Regions from separate parts of the Anser cygnoides genome. Here all the other regions are linked to region 1. The links are chromatin contacts, called in public Hi-C maps. All regions are on one chromosome and are shown on one strand. Each heading gives the region's core, a stretch centred on a gene start, on an enhancer-like site or on the middle of the called end of the contact. The rest is flanking DNA. Distances are from core to core; before and after follow the strand shown.

Region 1 (2,783 bases), core at 162-2,661:
GCAAAGTGCCAAATGCAAATGTCAAGCACACAAGCAAAAAAATATCCAAAGGGGATCTTTCATGAAAGCAGCACCGTGACTGTTTTGTACAGCACATAATATTCCTGTGAATTGCAAGTAAAAAGCAAGCTGTGAGAAACACTTGAGAGTGTTTTGTATAAACAGAAGCTACAAGCATTTGAAACTGCAGTAGGAAAGCCAGATATTAAAAAACAGTTAGTAGGCTATTTTCCGTAAAGTCTAAGAACTAATGCATCAGAGACTGGAATTTTCCCACCTTAAAGACCTTTTGCATCGCTGATGTTAAGCTTCATTTTCTAGAGAGCCCTGCTTGGAAAAGCTATTTGGATTACTCTCTAAAAACCAGTCATGTCACTCGTCTCAATTGTGCTAAGAAAAATGTACTTCCCAAAGCCTTTGTAAATGAATCAGATGGAAGGGCTACTGCAGGTGCTGTGGGCCTTGTCCTGTTGCAAACTATGCAACAGGGGCAGATGGCAATAGGGTGCTAAGTAATTTGGAAGAGCACTGTTTTGCAGATGTCTCACAACAGGGAAAATGAGAGTTTGGGGCTTAAATTTTGTATGTGGAACCATCACTTAGATGAGACGCTCCATTTCAGAATAATCAGGCGGTCATAGGATCAGTTCAGAACTGCAGAGCAATGCTTCACAAATTGCACCTTTGATTGGAATCAAGGTATATATAGAAGAGACGTCTCTGAGGTCTGTCTAAACGCAGTGCATGAGCCACACAGCCCGTTTGTTCAGCTCAGTTGTTGATTTATGCAGGAAGATCTTGATGAGCTGCTGGGCTTGTTATTAGGAGAAAACAATTATGCCTCACTCTGCCTACAGGGCTGGGGTTTGATCTTTCTGTGGACAAAAAGCTTGCAGTATTGCCTTTGTGAGTAGTCATTGGGTAAAACACCCAATTTGAAGCTTTCATTTTTTTCTGTGTGGCGTCCCAAGGGCTGTTTTGGGTTTCCTTCAGCAGCACGAACAAAACTGCAGCTCAGCAGCTGGCAATCCGGACACACTGCGTGAGGAGCCATCCGGAGCTGCTCCATTAGTGCCATTTCCACCATCAGACACACACACTGCTGAACGAGGCAGGCCTTCAGGAAACATAAATCTTTATTCTCCCTACAAGCTACACCTGCTATAGGGCCCGCGCTTTAGGACACACATTAGCCCTGAAGGCATGAAGAGGCGGCTCTCCTCCTGGGGCACGGCCTGGGCCACCCCTTATCACACACCTGCCGCCTCCACAGGGCTCCAGCACCGAGGAAGAGCCTCAGACAGAAGCACTGAGACCTGCACGGGGGACACCGCCGCTCCCGGCCCGCGGACCCCCATCCAAGCCCGGGGACCCCCCGCAGGCCCCTGCCCCTCTCACGGAAGCCTCGCGAGGCCTGCGCGGGGCGGAGCCGCCGCGTTTTGGGGGCGGAGGGGCCGCGCACAAAATGGATCCCGGCCCCGGTAGCCCCGGAGTGCCTGCGGCCACCCGCTCGGACGGCGAGGTGCCCTCCACCTCCGCTGCGCAGGAGCCCGGCTCCGAGGAGGTACCGCTGCGGGGTCGGGGGCAGCCCCGGGCGGGTGTGGGGCGGCGGCCGGGCTGCTCCCCTCGGTGCCGCTCCTCGGGTTGAGCCCCTCGGCAGGGCGAGGGCGGCCGCCGGCCTCCTCCCGGTCCCGTTTTATTTTTACTTTCTGGGGAAGGGTCGCGGCAGGACCCCCGGTGAGGTGCCGGGGGTCGTGGTCGGGTGTCCTTGGAAGCGGAGCGGGGCTCGGCCCGAGGGATGGATGCTGCGGGCGCTGCCTTATGGGCAGTGGTCGTGTGCCCTGCCTGCCGCAGAAACCTGCGGGAAGTGCTGGTGTTACGGGGTCAGGGCCGAAATTCCAGCTAGTGGAAGTCACCTTCTGCCCCAAAGGGATGCCAAATCCTGTGTTTCGTTACCTTGGTGCGGGAAGGGTTATGGAATATGCTGTAGCAATGTTAAGGGGAGGAAAAAGTTTAAGGGTTTCTGTACGAGCCTGCAGCTTATTCTGCAAGATTTTATCTTAACTGATACAAAAAGAGTATTAAATGTTCAGAGGTTCTCTATAAATCAATTGAAAGCAGTTAATGGTTTAGAATATTACCAACGTTGTGCTACTGTGCCATGGTGGTCATCATGTTTCTTAAGGGAAAGTGTTGGTGAGTGCTCGTTGAGTTCTTACTTTGACCATGGAATTTCACTTCAGCTGGGCCACAGGCCCGCTGGGTACTACACAGTTAGGAACCTGCATGATAATAATGTTAATATGCAGCCTGTTGAGCTCCTGGCCCCTTTCACTGCTTTACATCGCTGCTGGGAGCTGGTAGCTCTGCTTAGGCTGGTTGGCAGAGGTTTCAAGGTGAAGTATTTTGGATCCTTGAAGCAGCTGAGGTCTGTTATTTTGGAAGCTGTTGCATGGTCCTGTTTATTGTGAGGATTTAAATGGCACCATTTCTCAGGGGGCTCATATCTAGGGTTTCATCTGTCATGGAAGACTTTTCTGCGGTAGAAGCAGGCTGTTACCAGCCAGCTCCACGAACAAAATGAGTTAAAAGCAAGAGTCCTCTTTTGCTGCTTTAATTGTTTGCAGCGAGGATTTTGCTAGTCTTCCTATTTCCTGTTAAACAGGCCCTTTAAGCGATGAAGATGCATTCTGCAGTTGTTAGGGTAAAACTCCTATAAACTTAATGAAATATTTTGTGATTCTGGGTTATGTTAGGTACGTGATATTGTTGGTAGTAAAAGA
Region 2 (2,783 bases), core at 99-2,598, 210 kb before region 1:
CTGCATTTAGGTGGTGTTGCCTTCCTAGAATCCACACCGGCTCATCAGTTTCTGGAAATTCTTCTAAGTAGTCTGACAAAATAGTGATCTGATTTTCATACCTAGATAAAACTGAACAGGAATACGGGAACATTCAAACCCCATTCCGTCCCCTCCTCCTTTCACGCACACCTTTGAGTTCTTAGACTGAGCTATTGCAGCTTCGCAGCCTTTGGATCTTCTGAACCCCGCTGCCAGCTGTGTTTACACTTTCCCTTAACAGCTGAGCTATCCAATGACTTGGCTGGTTTATATGTTGCTCCTCAGCAACTTCTGAGAGAATAACATGGCTGACACTGTGATCACAAGCAGCCTGACTGAAGCCGGCAGCAGAAGTTCAGGATTACTGCAGAGAGGGGAAGATATAACCCAGGGAAATGAGGAAAGGGAGGACTGCAGGCATCAAGGCTCGTGTGTCCGTGATCAGATGCACACACAGTGCTGCTCGGAGCGATTACGGCCCCATGCTTAATGGGAAGCACGTGAAAAGTGTTAGCGGGGCTGGGTTTTGCTTTCCTAGCCAGAGACTGGAAACACTTCAGGAAAAAAAAAAAAGTATTCAACCTTAGATCTGTTGCTGGCTGTAGAATAACAGGGGATAACTGACAGTACTGAAGGAAGGCTGGTTTTTTTTAGATAATTAAAGCAGCATTTGGTGGAAGAGCGAAAGGGGCCTTTGATGGTTATCTTTTAGATAACAACCTTAAAATGCTGCTAAAAAATTGTAAGTGGAAAGCAAAAGCAATGACGATCATCATTTGCTCTGCAAGTCCAGAACGTATACGTGGTATAGGCAGCAGACTGCCAGGCAAGCACGGGGGGACCCCGCTTGCGTACAAACCAGCACCAGTGACCCCCAGTCTCTCCCAGTTCTCCCCAGTTCCTCCCAGTTCCCCCAGTCCCTCCCAGTCTCCCCAGTCCTTCCCAGTTTCCCCCAGTCCCCCCCAGTTCCCCTAATCCCCCCAGTCTCCCCAGTTACCCCCAGCCCCCCCCCCCCCAGTTCCCCCATAGCTCCCTTGCCCCCCCCCCAGTCCCTTCCAGTCTTCCCAGTTCTCCCCAGTTCCCACAGCCCCCTCAGTTCCCTCCAGTCCCCCAAGTTCTCCCCAGCTCCCCCAATTCCCCCCAGTCCGCCGCATTCACCTCAGCAGCGCCCCGGGCACCCCCCTCGCCGCCCCTCACCTGACTCCATCCTCCCGCTGCCACCATCTTCCTCCTCCTCCTCCTCCTCCTCCTCCTCCTCGCCCCGACACGGAGGCACACGGCAGCAGCCGCGCGGTGCACGCTGGGAGCTGTAGTCCTCCCCCCGAGGAGCGCGGCGCCGCTCCTCGCCTCCCTCCCCCCTCCCCGCCTACAACCCCCAGCACGCCCCGCGGGCGAGCCGAGAGGGTGGGAGGACGATGTCGGCGGGCGCCATGGCGGGCGCGGTGTCGGTGTCGGAGGTGGCGGTGTGCAACATGGCGTACGGCGGGCGCCTGGACGAGCTGCGCGCCCAGCTGCAGCGCGACAGGGGCCTGGCCACGGCGGCCGACCAGGTCAGCGCGGGTTGCGGGCTCTCCCCCCGCCCCGTGAGGCGGCGGCTCCCGGCAGCCGGCCCCGCTCGGCGCCCCGGGCTGACCGCCGCCCGCTCCCTCCCCACAGGCCGGCCGCACCGCGCTGCACTGGGCCTGCTCGGCCGGGCACGCCGCTGTCGCTGACCTGCTGCTGGGGCTCGGGGTGCCTGTCAGCGAGAAGGACGACGTGAGTGGGGCTGGGAGGGAGCGGGGGTCTGGGGGGGGAGAGAAATGGGGGTCTGAGGGGGAAAGGGGGGGGAGGTCTGAGGTGAAAGGGGGGGGGTCTGAGGTGAAAGGGGGGGGTCTGAGGGGAAAAGGAGGGGTCTGAGGGGAAAAGGAGGGGTCTGAGAGGAGGGGTCTGAAAAAAACGGGTGCTGAGGGGAAGGGGGGTGCTGGGGTGAAAGGGAGAGCTGAGGGGAAGGGTAAGGCTGAGGGGAAAAATGGGGGCCCTGAGGGGAATGGAGGATCTGAGAGGAATGGGGGGGGTGCTGAGGAGGGCATTATGTTGTGCCTCATGGTGAGGGACTTACTTTGAAGGCTTCTCACTGCTGTGGGTGGCGTTATAGAGTAGATCCCAAGCTCAGTGATTGCTCGGTTCCAGAGGATGTGGTCTGTTACTGTCCGGGAGAAAATATTTATGTTGTGAAGCATCCTAAAGGTCACCCTTGAAGAAGGAAGCGTTGTCCTGCTAGTTTAATGGGAGGGTGGGATATAGAAGGCATTGCAGAAACTTTTAGATGCCCTTTTCTGCCACTTTTGTTTGTTCTCAAAATATCTCCTTTGGAAAGCAACACCGTTGGGTCTGGAGGGGTGAGGTGCCCCCCAAGGTGCTGTACCTAACGGGAACAGAAGCGATTTCTGCCATTTACTTGCTCGCTGCTGTCAGGTAGTGCTGACATACAAGCAGACCTGAGGTGATACCAATCACATTTAGCTCTGCAGTTATAACACCATGCGCAATTTGATTAGCAAGTAATCTGCTTTGCATTGGGGTTATGTTTTCATTGTGTTTTTTTTTTCCCCCCTGAAATTCTTGGTTTTAATATTTTTTTTTTCTTCTTATCTCTGCAGGCTGGTTGGACTCCCTTGCATATTGCCGCTTCGGCAGGCCGTGATGAAATTGTGAAAGCCCTCCTTGACAAGGGTGCTCACGTAAATGCTGTCAATCAGAACGGCTGTACGCCCCTGCATTAT
Region 3 (2,783 bases), core at 122-2,621, 130 kb before region 1:
CGCTCACCGTCCTGTCCCTGCCAATAAACCTGCTTTTGCATCAAATCTAGGTTACTCTCCCTTCCAGACACAAGATTTTCCATTTTCTAAAATGGTACCAGAACAAGGGCTCTCCCAGGATCCCATTTGCTCCTACCTGCCCTGTTGCTGCTAATAAATCTCATGGCTGCCTGGTCACGCAGCGCGTGTTCGTCTGTATGCGTGTGGTAGAGGAGATGAAAATACCGTCTGTGTCACGGGATCCTGTGGGTTTATTTGCTGGGAAAACGGGTCCCTGATGCTCCAGGAATGTCTAGAGTTTTCCTCTAGATCCTACTGGGATCTAGATCTGCTGGGCACCATCCCACCCATCTGTGCCCTCCCTGGTTCCTCACAGCCTGGGAAAACTCAGGGTGCTTCAGCTGCTCCCCATCAGGGCTCACGCTGCAGCAGCCGCCCACAGGTGAGCCAAGTCCCCCATGACACCCTGTCTGGATGGGTGTCCCCTCCTGGGTTCCCCTTCTGCCACACAGCCACCAGAAACTGCCAAAAAACAGCCGCTGGATCTGAAGAGAAACCACACTGAAACCTGTTGGAGAAACGGACCGGGGAGATGGTGAGTGTGTGGGGAGGATGAGCGAAAGGAAAAGGGTTCAGAGAAACCACAATTTGTTGTGGGCTTGAAGTAATGGGCATCAAACGCTCAGAAATCATACAGCTAAATGTAACAGATCCCCACAAAGCCGTGCTGGCAATGAGTCATTGGTTAATGTACTGGTAACTTGGATTTATAGGTTTAATATTTTTTCTGTTGCTGTGCAGATTGCTTCATCAGTTTTCTTTCCTGTCCTGAGGTACTGTAAAATAGGATCTTTTGGGTTGGTTGTTTTTTAATAAATGTACCATATTTCAAGGAAAACGTTCCTTGCCATTTTTCCCCAAGCCCTGAAGTGGTCTCTCTGATGTCCTCGTCCAATTTGCAAGCTGGCTAACTAGCTCATACCTATATAAATGCCCTTTTTTGAGGATTAAAGAAGTATAACAGTCACTGCAAATGCATTTATTTCAATAGTGGTCATGCAGGCAGGGCTCTTTAATGAAATCAATTTATTAAAAAACATGTTTCCTAAATAATAAAAAAAGTTTGATGCTTGTTTAACTTAATACACACAATATAGTCAAGATTTTTAATAATTATGTGTGATCATTTTCCCTTCCAGAGACCACAGCTCTGCTTTGGAAGTGCCGAAGAAGCTTGAACCGAGCTGTACCCCACGAGCATGGCACCACTCCTGCTCGGGACGTGCCGTGTGCTGCCTCTGGCTGAGATCTTCAAGTCTGAGGTACATTTGGGGCGTTAAAGCTGAGGGGTGTGTGGGGATGTGTGGAAATGCTGCGTGATGGCAGACAGCGCTAAGGGTGCTGCTGTCGGGTTCCTGAGCAGTGTGCCTCGCCTCTGCGCAGGCCTGAGCACGGCTGAACAGAGCGAGGGAAAATGGATTTAAGATTTGTGGTGTTGGGGCGTTTAATTTCCAGGTATTTTCCGTTTTGAGACTCTACGTGCCTCACATATAAACACATACGCATGCAGATATATGCGTGCGTGCTGCGTTTCGTCAGTTCGTTAGTCACACAACTCGCTTCCTCACAAGCGGTGAGGACCCTACATTTCTGAAACTGAGAGGAAGGTTTGAAACGCGTAGAGGCGTCGCGCACCCCGCTCCGCTCCCCTCACGCTTTGGGAAGAGCTCGGAAGAAGCAGCCTCGGCCCTGCGCTTCCCCTTAATTCGGGGTCCGCCTGGACCCCTGCTCCCCTCAGCCACCGGGGCTCCCCTCAGCCACCGGGGCTCCCCTCAGCGCAGCGTTCCCCCTGCGCGGGCTCCCCTCAGCCCCGGGTCCCCTCAGCGCTGCCCCCCCCGGCCTCCCGTCACGGTCCCGCCCCGCTCCGCCCCCGCCCGGCTCCCGCGGCGGCGGCGGCGGCGGTCCGGGGCTGGCGGCTCCTCCCGGCAGTGCGGTGCAGCGCGGCCGCCATTACAGCGCGCCTCGGCCGCGCCTCCACCGCAGCCCGGCGGCGGCAGCGGCGGCGGGCCGGGCCGCGCCACGGGGCCCGCCTGAGCGGCGCGGCGGCGGCGGCCGCCCCTGGGTCGGGTATGGGCGGCACGGAGGAGGCGGCGCGGCGGCGGCGGTGGCGGTGCGGGCGCTGAGGCGGGCGGCGGCAGCATGGAGGCCATCTGGCTCTACCAGTTCCGCCTGATCGTCATCGGCGACTCCACCGTGGGCAAGTCCTGCCTCATCCGCCGCTTCACCGAGGGGCGCTTCGCCCAGATCTCCGACCCCACGGTGGGCGTGGATTTCTTCTCCAGGCTGGTGGAGATCGAGCCGGGCAAGAGGATCAAGCTGCAGATCTGGGACACGGCCGGCCAGGAGCGGTTCCGGTGAGGAGTGGGGCGGGCCGGGGCCGCTGCTGCCGGCGGGTGAGACAAAGGAGAGGCGAACCTCACCCCTCGCTTTTTATTTCATTTCATGGCTCCTTATCGCTTGCGTTTATTGGCTTATTTATCTGTTGGCAGCCGTCAGTGTGAGGAGCAGGACTGTTGTTGTCACCACGGACCGCGGTTGCGTGTAGGCTCACTAGGGCAGAGGAGCACACAGTCGGGTTTTTGTAAGCCCTGCGGTAGGTGTCGGCTGCAGAAAGGCCAGGACCAGCCCTCGGCTGTGGCCGTGCAGGAGGATGCCACGCTGCGAGGGCACGGGCAGTGCCAGAGCGTCAGTGATACCCCTGAAGGCTCGACTGGGAGAAATAA

The links. Hi-C and Micro-C count contacts between places; a contact is called where the count stands out from the background.
Region 2: a contact with region 1 is called in a Hi-C map of liver, with 2.4 times the contacts expected there. The contact joins the promoter of ATG4A here to the promoter of SMARCA1 in region 1. A contact is called at or near these places in 4 of 7 Hi-C or Micro-C datasets (granulosa cells and liver).
Region 3: a contact with region 1 is called in a Hi-C map of liver, with 2.5 times the contacts expected there. The contact joins the promoter of RAB39B here to the promoter of SMARCA1 in region 1. A contact is called at or near these places in 4 of 7 Hi-C or Micro-C datasets (fetal liver, granulosa cells and liver).

The regions. Positions count from the first base shown.
Region 1 is chr13:2,866,734-2,869,516 of Taihu_goose_T2T_genome, reverse strand. SMARCA1 (SWI/SNF related, matrix associated, actin dependent regulator of chromatin, subfamily a, member 1) reads left to right here and starts at 1,411. Exons shown (of 24, transcript XM_048070691.2): 1 at 1,411-1,564. The coding sequence starts at 1,466.
Region 2 is chr13:3,076,982-3,079,764 of Taihu_goose_T2T_genome, reverse strand. It overlaps ATG4A (autophagy related 4A cysteine peptidase), which reads right to left and starts at 1,348. Exons shown (of 13, transcript XM_048070787.2): 1 at 1,219-1,348; 2 at 1-111. The coding sequence starts at 1,228. It overlaps PSMD10 (proteasome 26S subunit, non-ATPase 10), which reads left to right and starts at 1,413. Exons shown (of 5, transcript XM_048070789.2): 1 at 1,413-1,571; 2 at 1,678-1,776; 3 at 2,661-2,783. The coding sequence starts at 1,437.
Region 3 is chr13:2,995,262-2,998,044 of Taihu_goose_T2T_genome, reverse strand. It overlaps RAB39B (RAB39B, member RAS oncogene family), which reads left to right and starts at 1,371. Exons shown (of 3, transcript XM_067004896.1): 1 at 1,371-2,414. The coding sequence starts at 2,200.